Linked DNA regions of Mus musculus: region 2 is linked to region 1. A link is a contact called in public promoter capture Hi-C data. All regions are on one chromosome and are shown on one strand. The core of a region is the stretch at or near the end of the contact, and the rest is flanking DNA. Distances in the headings are between cores, read along the strand shown. Region 1 overlaps Ramp1 (receptor (calcitonin) activity modifying protein 1). Region 2 holds the start of Ilkap (integrin-linked kinase-associated serine/threonine phosphatase 2C).

The links. Promoter capture Hi-C pulls out the DNA fragments that hold promoters and counts their contacts.
Region 2: a contact with region 1 is called in a promoter capture Hi-C map of hippocampal neurons, with 2.4 times the contacts expected there. The contact joins the promoter of Ilkap here to the enhancer-like site in region 1. A contact is called at or near these places in 2 of 39 promoter capture datasets (the HPC-7 cell line and hippocampal neurons), 3 of 115 datasets of contacts at active chromatin or transcription factors (the HPC-7 cell line, effector CD8 T cells and pancreatic cancer cells) and 3 of 9 other capture datasets (adipose tissue, liver and pancreatic islet).

The regions. Positions count from the first base shown.
Region 1 is chr1:91,206,658-91,213,058 of GRCm38.p6, reverse strand. The region is part of intron 2 of Ramp1 (receptor (calcitonin) activity modifying protein 1); the gene reads right to left. Among named protein-coding and RNA genes, the nearest start is that of Ramp1, 30 kb to the right of the region's middle. Within about 2 kb of position 3,073, at least 78 of the 459 cell types and tissues checked have an H3K27ac peak or open chromatin away from gene starts, as enhancers often do. A contact at or near this core is called in hippocampal neurons, where this site is marked.
Region 2 is chr1:91,396,697-91,403,819 of GRCm38.p6, reverse strand. It overlaps Ilkap (integrin-linked kinase-associated serine/threonine phosphatase 2C), which reads left to right and starts at 4,997. Exons shown (of 12, transcript NM_023343.3): 1 at 4,997-5,169. The coding sequence starts at 5,115.

The sequences.
Region 1 (6,401 bases), core at 1,824-4,323:
AGAGAGAGAGAGAGAGAGAGAGAGCAAGAGCAAAAACATCAACTATAAAACCAGTAAGTAAGTTAGAGCAGCAAATTAACATGTAAATAATATACAGTGCCCTGTGCATAGGGCTGCACGCCTTTAATCCCAGCGTCCAGATACAGGGCAAATATATCTCTGCAAGTCAGTCTTCTTTATGAGACCTTGCCTAAGAAAGAAAGAGAGAGAGAGAGAGAGAGAGAGAGAGAGAAAGAGAGAGGAAAGGAAAGGAAAGGAAGGAAGGAAGAAAGAAAGAAAGAAAGAAAGAAAGAAAGAAAGAAAGAAAGAAAGAAAGAAAGAGAGAAAGAGAGAAAGAGAGAAAGAGAAGGAAGGTAGGTAGGAAGGAGAGGCACAGAAGGCCTCCGCAAAGTGCCCACAAGCTTCATCTAGCTGTACAGAACACATTAAAGTCTGTCATAAAACCACACTTCAACCTGTCAAGGGAGAAAATACCATTTGATATTGAAAAGCTTTTGATAAAAAGTCACTTCTTTCCCTCCTCCTCCTTCTTCCCCTACTTATCATTATTCTGAGACAGAGTCTTATTATGTAGTCCAGGCTGGCATCAAACTCACAATCCTCCCTCCTGGGCATGTACACCATCCTAGCACACAGCTAGTTCTGAAACCTCCTCTCTCATGAAGAGGCCCTTTCCCTCAGCAAGCACATGCTTCCATTCCTTGTGGGGCCTGAAACCATCCCATCAGCCAGGAAGGGGCCTTCAGGGCAGTGATTGCTGCCTTTGGTGGCAGAACTCAAGATCCCCAAAACAGATGGCAGGGACTTTCTGCCATGGGCAGAGGCTGCTGCCTGGACTGCAGAAAGTCTTGCTCAGTCCAGCACAGTCAGACATTGAGTGAACAGCTAGGGCTACCCGGGCAGTCAGTCTGCACAGAAGGTCTCCACTCCAGCGCAGGAAAAAGCAGCCCACCCAGCTTATTGGTGGTATTCAGACAAGCCAGGGAGATGCCCAGTGCTGTAGGAGGCAGCAGACACCAGGGCACCTTTCCCTGGGTTCTGGGAGATGTATGAGGGAGCCTTGCTAGTTGTTGGACTAAAGCACTTTGACACTTTCCTAGGCTAGGGAAGCGTGGGCAGCGCCAGTGGGATCTGAGCCAGCTGTGTCTCTCTGATAGTCGCACGGAGTGGTGTGGGATGTGCAGTGGGGGGAGGGAAAAGAAGGACACTCCACAAGTGATCCCTGGCTGTGCTGTGCCATGCAGAGGGGAGCTGAGTGTTAAGAAGTCTCTATGCTCTGCCAGCCTGCGACTTCCATTAACCATGTGGCTGGCAAATGAGTATTTTAAGATGATGTTGTCCAGAGCTCCTGACTTTGGAGCAAAGCCATTTCCCAGGCAGTACAAGGGTGTTGTTCAAGACATGGCAGCACGGGTGAGGTTGCCAAGACCCTGGGGTCAGCAACCAGCGACAGCACTACAGGCCTGGTATAGTACCTCTGCAGTCTCAAGTCACTTCCCTCACTCGTGTGCACACACGACACTCGCTGACCACCACTGGGCATCTCTTCTCTCTTCTCAAAGCCAAAAATTGGAACAAAGATGGGAGAAGGAATTCTGGGAGGATCTGGGTGGCAAGAAGGAGACTCCCTGCTGCATTGTGGATGCCCAATGCATGCAAGCACTCAGAGGCCCAGAGAACAATGATAAAAATGGCAGCTGAGATTCCAGTGCCCACCAGAGGGCACCACTCACTACAGCCTTCAGACCTAGGCAGAGGATCCCTGGGGAAGCCTGGTTTCTGTGTGAGCACCTGGTCTGCAGTGGTGAGTCCTCAACTCACCAACCTATGGGAAATGCAGCCCACACCCTGTACAGTCAGAGCTGGGACTCTCTCTTTGATCCCAGGAGAAGGAAGATCTGAGGGTGGGGGGTGGAGGTGAGGAGACATCGGGAATGTGTTTCTCAGAGGGGTAGTTTGACACATCTGTGGGCCACATTGCTTGGAGAAGGGTATCCCTCTTCTTCACAGGGCCCTGGTCTTGCTCGGTTAACAGAGTTTGCTGTTATCCATCTCCACAAGTGATGTCATCTGCATGACTGCTGAGCTGTGATGGAATCCCCACTCCTACATGGCCATCTGGGATAATGGTCCCAGAGCTAAGAGGGAGTGCCACCGAGCAGAGCCCAGGACAGCCTCCACTGCTCCCAGAGAGAGAAATGCCCAGCCAAGGGGACTGCTACAGTCCAGAGAGCCTGCAATTTGTTCTTAACATTTCTGGGGATTGAGACCGAGCTTGTAGGAGAGTGGGGTACAATAATGCCACACACTCCAGCCCAAACCCAGGCCTGGGGCTCCTCTGGCTAATGGCTGGTCGTAGCTTAAATATTTGCTCCTCTCCTGAACCTTGATGACCTCTCAGACTTCCATAGCTAAGACCAGCCTGCAGAGAAGCAGGTTCCATGGCAATGGGGGAATGTGGAACAAGGCAGATGTCAGGATCCAGGGGGGCTACTGAGACCAAGACAGGTCAGGCCAAGTCCCCACCACTTGGAATCCATAGACATCTCATGTTAACTAAAGGCATATGAAATGAGGCTTTAGGTTACAGTCTCTTATGGCTGGCTTGTGCACGCATGATAAGCCTAAGATGGCTGAAGGCTTGCTTGCTTTTCAGAGGGCAGGAAACCATGGTACCCTGCTATCACAGTGGGCTAGCCTTGTGACAGTGGGCATATGTGTTCCCTCCACAGACCAGGGTACTTGGTGAGGAATCCTATAGAGAGATCACAGAGGGCGAGTGCAGAGCTGGATGAGCCAGAAGACTTTTCATCTCCCATCCCTGCAGCTCCTTCCTCTCTCTCCTGAGAAGTCTCCTCTGTCCTGGCACCGTGTCCCTCTGTCCTCCTTTCTCCACCATTCCCACTCTTCAGGTTCCGGGCCAGAGAGAAGTCTGGGCACCTCTGCCAGGCCGGGAGGAAGAGAAGTTTCTAAATCCATCACTGGCCCCACATGCAGCTGGCTCTGGCACAGATGCAACCCATCGCTGCCAAGCCAGCTCCCCACGGAGAGGCCCCACCAGGAGGGTGGGCACAATGCCACTTCTGAGAACAGGCCTGGTCAGGCACCAGCTCCTGGGGCTTTGAGATGAGGCAGTGTTAACATTCAGCAAGCATCCGAGGCAAAGTCACAGAATTTTTTGCTAGTGCTGGCATCAGGGTCTGGACGGGGGCTTGTTCTATGTCAGTGAGCCCAGCCCTGGGGGCTGAGGACACAGGGCACAGTGGCTGACTACTGAGGCACAGGGAACATGTGGATTGAGTGTGATCTACCAGAGATCTCCAGGGACCCTCTCATGGGGACCCTCTGTGTAGCCAAGAGACGCTGACCTTGACTCCAGCTTAGTGAGGGTAGGGTATACGCAGACAGGGTAAGGCCCAACAGCTCCCACACTCTTGGGGACATGCCTTTGTCCAAGCCTGGGATTAGGCGTGACAGCCGGGATGCTATATTTGGATGCTGCCATCCAGGGTTGCTGTTGTCCTTACAAAGCACGCAATGGTAGCTGGAAGGAGGGGGCTGTCTCCTCCAGTCTACCCTCCACCCCAGCTTCCAGGCAGCTATCCAAAGCTTGCCTCTCCCCATCCCTTTCTTCCCAAGAAACTGTGACTCTAATAGCAGCCAGCAGACTTACAGGGCCTATCTGCCGGGCTTCCTGAATGTGTCCTTGAGCTGTCCTCCCTGCTGTACCCCTGCATGGGACAACTCATCACACAGGTTACCAACTCACTGTACCACATATGGCCCTCCTGTCCTAGCCCAACCTCTTTCAAGGGACTAGAGAAGGGAAGGATCTGGAACATTCTACTCCTGTAGTGTCCACTCTCAATGCGACTTTGCAATAGCAAGTTACTGTTCACAAAGCCTCCATATTTGCAGCTTTAAGTGGGTCCAGGTGGTTGCCAGCAGCTTGTACTGACAACCTCCACTGAGGATCCCTGCTTCCTGGGAATGCCCCTGAATGCTACTTGTGACGCAGCCTTCTGCCTCTTGCTAATTCGAGGGTCACTGAGACATGCCAGCAGGTGAGATCATTTGTCCCAGGACTTGGCACCGAATTGGCCACCACAGATGTAAGAAGCGACCATTGTCAGGTGTGTAAGATGCCAGACCAGTGTGAAGGACATGGGACAGGATGTGCATCAAGAGTTGTCGATCTATAGCGAGAATGGGAAGCATTGAGGCAGGAACCTCCCGGTGCTCGCTGTCACTGCAGGAAGCCTTACTAACTGGATGGATGGAGGGACTGTCCTTGACTCTGGTTGAAATCTGGGACATGAGACAGGGAGGAAGTTATGCCTGAGAGAAATAGGAAGGGACTTGAAGTTGAAGCTCCCTGAAGAAGGGACAGTGGCCATGGCTTCTCTGTGTACTTTAACTTCCTGTCTTGACATTGTTCCAGGCAGGAGGCTGGTGGCATGCTGGATGCTGGTTAGGAGTGATGTCCATTCCTACCTGCTATTGGGTTAGACCCCAAGGAAGAACATGGGTTCCTTTAAGGGGATACAGCTCTAGGAGGGCAAAGAAGGCCCTGTCCTGCTTAGTCCTTGGTGGTCAGCACCACTGGCCTCGTGCCTGTCACATTCCCAGCAAATAACTACTGAGCAGAGTCAATCACTTGTCTTAAAGCCTTCTCTCAAATACTTAGACCCTTAACTAACTTGTCAACGGATACCCTCTCCAAAGGGGATAATAGCCATGCCACACTGGGACCTCAGCTCCTGCAAAGGTCTGTTCAGTCTTTGAACATGTTAGGCACGGTGTGGCAGCTACTGTCCCCACTGGAAGGGAGAAGCCAACAGCTTCAAGGAATATCTCCTTTATTCAAAACCATCCTGGTTGTAAGCCTGGGTCATAGAAGAGCTGCTATATACCAAAACCTACAGAGCCTCAGACTCATCTGGCTTGGGGGGTTTACTCCCACCCAGGGCCAGCTGCAGAAGGGGACTCAGGTGCCCATCCATGTTCTTTATCCACAATTGGCCTCGATGCAGGCACCAGGCTCTGCTTGCACCTTCCACTTGGCTGTGTCTCAGGAAGGAGTCTTTTGAAATGCTGCCACCCCTTGGATCGTGGAGTCATAAAGGCCAGGCAGAACTTCCACTGTGTCAGTGCTCCAGGTGGCCAGGCCTGGTTCCATGTGACAGCAATGGTAGCACTCTGGTCTGCTGAGGGAAATTATCCTCAGACCTAGGGAGTGGCAAAGGTTAGCTCTTGGCACCATGGTGTCAGCTGACAGTCATTGCAACATCCAACCAGGAAATGTTTTTTACAAAGTGAAAGGCCAGAAGTAAAAACAGACCTTCTAGAAGAATGCAGCCAGAGAGAGGGTGTAGCGGCCAGGAGTAAAAAAGGGTGTAAATGTGGTCAAAGGATGGGTGGGACACAGTCCTTGCAAAGAGCAAGAGGTGGAAGAAGGTGTTAGATTTGCAGAGTCCATGACTGACAGTGTGAGGACACTATCCATCCTTCAAAGACCAGACCTAAGAGTTGCTACACAGGCTGATGTCCACATAGTTGAAGGGAAGCCACCATCATAAGGTTTCATCAACACTTTAAGCTGAAAGTCAGACTTCCAGCCACATATCCATCAACCAGCCAGTCAATCAGCTGTAATTGCTCCATCTTCTCACCTAACATTGACACCAAAAACAATGGAACCCAGGGAGTGGAACTTCAGGGAACATGCAAACTTGTTACCCTGTCAAGCTGTCACGTGAAGGTGGCAGGAAGCACCTTAGGCAATCTGAATTCTGTGAATGTCTTAAACGCACAGCTTATTTCTAATAATAGATTGAATTTTTAGAATCTGTACCGAAGGGAATGAGGGTGTTAAAAAAAATAATAAGACACTTGTAAATTAACAACCCATCTGCAAAGCGAACAAAAGCCAGATCAGAGCCAGGGTTGCTAGGATGAGATGCCAACTCGATGATATGACTGTACAAGAGAGACACAGTAAAACAGTCAAACCAAATAGAGAAGACTGAGGGAGGGGCGGATTTTAAAACATAAAACTGCAGGTGGTGAGGAGTGAGTGGGAGGGGAAGAGAGATGTAGGGAGAGAGGAAGGGAGGGAGAAGGGTTGGAATCAGAAATTGCTGCTTTTGTGGAGAGGGACACAACTTGTATGGATTGTCAAGAAAATAAACACAAGGATACAAATGTGTGTGTTTCACACATCTGGGTTGGCTGGGTGAAAAATAGCTTACCAATATTACAGTCTCACTTAAGAAGAGAAAACATATTTATATCTCAACAATAGGGGGAAACAGTATAGAAAGAGGGGGAACACCTAAGAAGACAAAAGGTGGAGTGTCTGAGGGAGCAAAGAACGCATCCCTTTCCCCATAGGTGCCTTT
Region 2 (7,123 bases), core at 3,748-6,247, 190 kb before region 1:
TCATAAGAGAAATTCTGGAATGTTTTGAGTTGAAGGCCATACATACTAAAAAGAAGCAGGTACAGGCTGGACTACATACACCAGGAAAAAAAAGGTGGAGGACTACGTCATGGGTCATCTCCATAGCCTGCCACGACACCATCCAAACCCTGTTAGTGTCCTCACCTGTGTGCTCAGTATCTTGCTACCCTAGTGTGTCACTTTTTTAAACACTGAATTGTAATACCCTAAGATATACCCAGGGAGTCAGAGGTACATTCTTATTAGAGCTGCCTCTGGTATCTGTTGACCCCATTACAAGGGAGTTGATCCCTTTGGATTTCCCTGTGTGGCATAAGGCATCTAAAGCTGGGTTGTTAGGCTGTTGCTAAGGCAAGATTGGGTGCACTCACCCTCAGAGCTCCCTAAGGCTTTGATGAAGTTGGAACTTCCCCCTGCACCTGCTCTAAAGCCACCTGTCCTGCAACAGGATGCTCCATCATCCCATGGCAATCTCTGGTAACTGGGTGGTTTTTTTTTTTTTTTTTTTTTTTTAGAATTTCCCTGTTTAAGGTCTATGAAGCCCTGGAACCTTTGGTTATTTTGTCTATAGAAGTAATAAACTCTATCAAGGCCTGTTTGTACTAGGGATAAAATGTACGAGGGATGAAACCTATGTTATATATGAGAAACAGGATCCACTTCTGCCTGAAGCTCATCTCTTTACTGGTGAACCTCAACCTCTGATGTGCTCTGTTTGACAAAATAGAAATACTGGAATAGCCAGAGAGTTACACTGTACCTTTCCTTGCTCAGTGCCAAGTTCCTTTCTGCCTCCGTCGTCCTGCTCCTTCAGATACCTGAACCAGAATCACCTTGGCCATCCATAGACTTGGTAGGCTGGAAGGAACTCAGAGTTCCTTCACCAGCTCCTCAATAGGCCATCAATGGAAGCCAGACATGGAACTGTCTTCTGTTGCTCAAGCATACAGCAAAGTTGATCCACATTGTAGGTATGCAACTGAATGTACCATTCTGCATTTGCAAAACCTAGCCACTTCACATCTGGTCAGCCCCAGCACTAAAACAGTAATCACTTGTTGCTAGGAAGGTAAAATAGCATAGCTCTTGTGGAAAAAATTCAGTGGTTTCTCAGACTACACAATTACCATGTGACCCTGTGTGGTAATCCTAGGCATATATGAGAGCTATAGCACAGTTTTAACATCTGAACTGACAGTATGCCAAAGGTGGGAGCAACTTGAAAATGCAACAGGCAAACACAGATGTAAGCAAGCATGACCAGTCTATGCAATGGGACATTATCAATGGAGAATGAGGTTCAGATATACATGCACATGGATCATAAAACACTAAATGAAATAAATGCAGAACAAATAGTGTAAGATTCTACTAACAGGAGGCGCCTGGGAGGCAAATTCACAAGGTAGAATAGGACAAACTGTCTCAAAAAGTCAATGAGCGTTACCCGGAGCAGGTGTGGTGGGGAGCGAATATGACATGCATAGCTGCAATTCTCAAAACATTAAAATGGGAAGTACAGGGACAGCTCTGGTACTAGATTGTATGTCACTAGAGTCAGTAGGGCCTGAGAATGGAGCTGATAAATGAGGCGGACTACAGTCTCATGCAATAGCCAACTTTACTCAGAGCATCAGTTTATTTTGAGGGTTAAGAATCACGAGTAAAGTGTACAATCACAGGGACAAGATGCACTTGGCAAAGATGTGTTTTTCCATAGAGGCATATAAATATTTAATTGCTAACAGCAGCAAGCAATGAGTACTCTGAAGTAAACTCACACCTGGGAGGAGCTCAAAACACATTCCAAGACCAATTCTGTGTTTTGAAGAAACTGGTCGCAAGACTTTTCTCACAAGCACTCAGAATTCTCACAGGACTCCATTCTTGGACCACGTTCCTACAGTGATGCTTTGTGACATAATGAATGTGCTTAGCACCATGATCACACAATCAGGGCTGAACTTGTAACTTTGATGTGCACTTGATCACAGTTCACCAGTTGAGATGGTGGCACGCGTCTGTAATCCACCTGGAAGAACGTGGCAGGAGGATTGCTCCAGGTTTCAGGCCACCCTGGCCTACATGTTAAATTTTGACTTAGATTACACAGGACTTCAACAAAACACAAGCCAACTAAGATTACAACTATTGACAATATAGCTCAATATAGTCATAAAGATGGCTTTTGACCCAACAATCCAATCTTTGAGCATTTTCCAATAGAAATGAAAACCAGTGTGCACCAGGTGGACATAGAATGCTCATAGCAGCACTGTGGGTAACAGCTCCCAGACAGCTCGGAACCTCCATGGTCACTAAGAGCAGATAGACGAGGAGTGCTGTGCCTATGTAAACGGATGGATTACAGTTTTGACAATGTGGCTGAATGCCACAAAGATGATGTTGAAGGAAAGTCAGTTGAAAGAGCATGCTGTATGTTGCCCTGTGGTTTTCCACTCATGCAGTTCAAGTCCAGGCAAATTCCAGGGCCGAGGGCTAACGGCAACCTCCTCAGGAGGTCATGCCTGCTTTGTGTGTGTGTAGACTGCACAGAATCTTTTATTCTGGATCTTTGTTATATGGCTATGTGTGGTTTATGAAAGTCATTTAGCTTTATGATTCATGCACTTGTCTGTAATTAGAATTTGACTTCAAAGTTTAACCACACACATGTTAGAATGGTTAAACTCCAGAGGACTGAGAACAAATGTTGGCATGCTGGCATGCTGGCACAGATACAAAGAGCAGGCACTCCCAGGATGGGTGGGAAGGTAAAATGGAACAACCACATTGGAACACACTGATAATTTCTTCCAAAACTAAATATGCTTTCATTATATAACCAAACAAACATACTCTTCTCGTCTAGTCAAAGAAGCAGAAAACTTAAGTCCACACCAGTGTCTGCACACGGGCATTGTGACGCCGGCCATTGCCTGGCAACTTGACTGGATTAACAGATGTCTACAGAATTAGTAAAATGCATAGTTGGGGGAGGGCAGGAGAGTGTGTGCTTTCTGAAACAATTAGATCACAAGATTCTGACCTAGTGAAAGTTTTAACTCATTGGCAGGTTTAACATTTTAATAGATTGTTGGCAGGTGGTAGGATGGTGGGAAGTGGATACTGAAGAAAGTAGGTGACTGAGAACTTGTCATTTTGGATTATGTTATCCTGGTCCCTTTCTGATGTCCTTCCACTCTGTTTCCTATACATCATGAACTGAAGACCCTCCCCTATCACATACTCCTATTGCCATGCTTTCTGCCCAAGTATCTTAAGTCAAGCAACAGACTAAGGAAAAGATTTGTAGGAGAGAAAATGAAATCTGTCAGGGAGTTGAGGTACTGTGATTACCCATAACCCGTTCTTGGCACTTAGTGGAACCCAGAGATCTATTGGTGGTAGGAAAATTAACGAGTCATGTCCAAAGGTGCAGCAGTTCAAGCCTGGTGTGCATGGAGATTATGAAGGGAAAGAGAACAGAAGAGAACTTAGGGTCAGGTCAGAATTCCAATTGCCAGGGGTGGTGACAGAGATTTATATATAGTCCTAGCACTGGGGAGGTAGAGGCATTGTGAGTTCAAGTCCAGCCTGGCCTACTGAGCAAGTTCTTGTCTCCACAAAAGATTTTATTTAGCAGCCAGAAGTTGAGCTGTAAACCAGGTAGAGATGGAGTAATGATTAGAGATGTCCATACATATGAGGGAAAGACAGGCCACATGGCAAACACTGCCAGAATTCATGTGGAATGGTGGCCGACGAGTCTATTTGCAGGAGTGGGAAATCAAGTTTAGTGTGGTGATTTGAATATGCTTGGCCCTCAGAGTGGCACTATTAGGAGGTGTGGCCTTGTTGGAAGAGGTGTGATCTAATTGGTGGAAGTGTGTCACTTTAGGGGTGGGCTTCAAGACCCTCCTCCTACCTGCCTGAGGAAAGTCTGCTCCTGGCTTCCTTTGGATGAAAATGTAGAACTCTCAGGTCCTCCAACGCCGTGCCTACTTGAATGCTGCCATGCTTCCTGCCATGATGATAAAGGACTGTATCTCTAAACCTGTAAGCTAGCCCCAATTGTTGTCTTTTATAAGAGTTTCCTAGGTCATGGAGTCTGTTCACAGCAATGGAAACCCTAAGACACTTAGCAAGAGCTGCTTTAAAAACATAGTGATATCAAGTTGGGATGGGCTGAGAAGTGTATGAGATATATGGACAAAAGACAAAGTGCTGTTATTTCAAAATCCTACATCTGTCAAGGAAGAGACAGTTCTGTCTGAGTGCAGTAAAAACTTCAAACAGTGGCTTGGAGGTCAGCTGGGTGGATCCACCTATTGCAGCTAGAGAATATCTGGTCTACATTTGCAAGGAAGCAATGACTTGTTACCTACTGCACCAAGAAGTCCACACAACACTGGCAAAAAAACCAAAAACAACAACAAACAAAAAAAACAGGTAAGGTGGTGTTGGAAAGGGCTGGTAGGATTGGGGTGTGTAGTCAATAAATTTGGGTACCTTTAAGGAAGTGAAGTCTTTGTGGATTGTATGGTAGGAAGAGGAATTAATTCCATGAGTGGCTCTTTTCTGAGACCAGGGAAAATACACAACACAACTTTGTAATTGGTAAAGCGTCATAAATTTGGTGGCTGAGATGAGGGATGTTTGTCACTTTTGTGGCTTGGCCAGTGATGGTGTTTTTTTCTGGTCTCTATCCCAGTGGGACAGCTGAGACCCCGCTGGGCGCCATCCTGCTCCCGGGCGGTCAGAAGGTGCTTTGCCTGCTCGGTCACACAGGGAACAGTGGACAGGTGCAGACCCGCCTCTCCGGCCAAAAGCCTGTCTGGATGTCAGGCTCGGCGCCACTCCTCCCTTCTTTCCGGGGAAACGCCATAACAATTTATCACGGGACCTAATGCCCAGGCCAAGAGCGCCCGTGCGCTTGCGCAGCCCACCCCCGCCCCGCCCCCGCGCGTAGCACTCTGGGGCGGCGGCTGGGCGGCGCGCGATTGGCAGGGTCTCCCGCGGTGAGTGACGGCGCCGCCGCCGCCGCCGCCGCCCAGGGTAGCGCGGAGCCTCCGCTCCACTGCCCCGCCGCCATGGACCTCTTCGGGGACCTGCCGGAGCCCGAGCGCGCGCCGCGGCCATCTGCCGGTAAGCGGCGCGGGGGAAAAGGGCGGCGCCGGGATGCGCTGCCTCCGCCATCTTCGCGCCACCGCCGCCTCAGTCTCGGCCTGTGGCTCCCGAGGCCGCAGCGACCGCGCGGTCCCTGTCCAGGCCTCGCGTGGCACACGCACGAAGTCCCGCGCCGAAGGGTCGGGGCACTCTGGCTTTAATTTGGCTACAGCAAGACTCCCAGCGGAATGTCCTGGTCCCGGGCCTGTTTGCGTCCTGGAAACCCCGAGAACTTAACAAGTTTCCGACTTCCAGCCCCTTGGTGCGGGGCGCCTGCACAGCCAATGCAGGGCGCTACGGCTAGATAACCGAGGCCGGGGATGGGGGGTGGCGTCTGCAGCCCACGTTTTGGGAAGGTCTTTGGCACGGAATAGGAAGGTGAAGAGGACCCAGCCTTTGCCTTCAGAGAGTTCAGTTCTGATCGCAGAGGCATAGGTTAAAAACCGTGGGAAACGCCAAGCGTCCGGAGTAACGGTACCCGAAGACTAGTGAGAAAGACCTGGGAAGGAGGCGGCCTTTAGCGAGGGCTTCGGCTGATGGTTTCCAGAGATTCTAGGCAAGGAAACAATGTTCAAAAGTGGGAGGGCTCAGATCTCCAGCTTGGCAGAGCGGGACGGGCTAGCATGGAAGAATGCTGGAGCTTGGGGTTATGAGAAGGTATTGACCTGTCCTCTTCACACCTGTGCTTTGGTTTTTAACCTGCGCACCTCCAGACTCCTGAGATGCTTTGTAGTGTCCTCTTTTTGCAGTTGTTCCTGGTAGTGGCACCGTTACGTACCCCCACCAACCACTCTGATGGTACAGAAGCTTCTAAGTAACTAGGCCTTGAGACTGAGTTTGATTCAGCCATGCTTTTTGAAGATAACCACCGTTACAGTTGTGAGTAAAGCTGGCCTCATACAGGCAGCCTTGCATCTGTCACTGGAGTATAACCTGTGTCTGAATGTGCTCGGACCAGAGTTTGGATTGCCAGATGTGCCTAGAAATCTGTCATCATTAGTAGTCCCTATTGCTTTTTATCCAAAGTTATTTTGGGTCTTCTCCGTGGTCAAGGCTCTCTTGACATGACCTAAAACCTTAAACTCAACTTGGGACTTAGCAGATACATGCGTTCCCCATGCCCCTTCCCTCCCTCCCTCTCTCCCCCTCTCCCCCCCAAACATATTGAGTAATCTGAAATAAACTCACTCCTATCCACTACAGGGGGTGGGGGAGACACAAAAACACATTCCAAGAATAATTATGTGTTTTGAAGAAACTGAGGTCACAAGACTCTTGTCTTGTTTTCTCACAGGCACTTAGAATTCTCCTCACAGGACTCCATTCTCAGACCATGTTCCGACACCATACTTTGCTTTAGTAAATGGTGTTGGTTGTTATGTAGTCATAAGAATAAGACTAAATTGCATACTGACCCTGCTCATGCATGGGTAAGTATAACAAATTTTCCAAAATAGTACTGGGAGCAATTAAGAAATAAGTCTAGTCATTTTCACATACTATAGGAAGATGTGTGGACAATGGAAACTGCTGTGTCTTCAGATCAAGCTTTGCACTGCCTTTGACCTTCAGGAACCGCTGGCAAATGTGTGTAATAAGTGATGCCTCCTGCAGATACTATGTGGAATAAAGAGAACCTGTGCGTTTGGTAGAATGCATGGCCCAGGTTCGATTCTATGGTCAGGGATTTGTAGATGATGGCTGGTGACATCCCTAGGATCTGCACTGTAACCACAACATAAAGGGACAGTTGTACTGATTCTGTAGAAAGTATGAGGTGTGTGGCATATGGCGCCACCACTCAGCACAGCAGCCATGTTTTGTTTCATTCTTTTGGTTGTGTGTTTTTTTTGTTTTTGTTTTTTTTTAAGTATCACATCTTATCTTCATACCCACAAGACAAATTTTTATAACCTGGAATAAGTATGTAGAA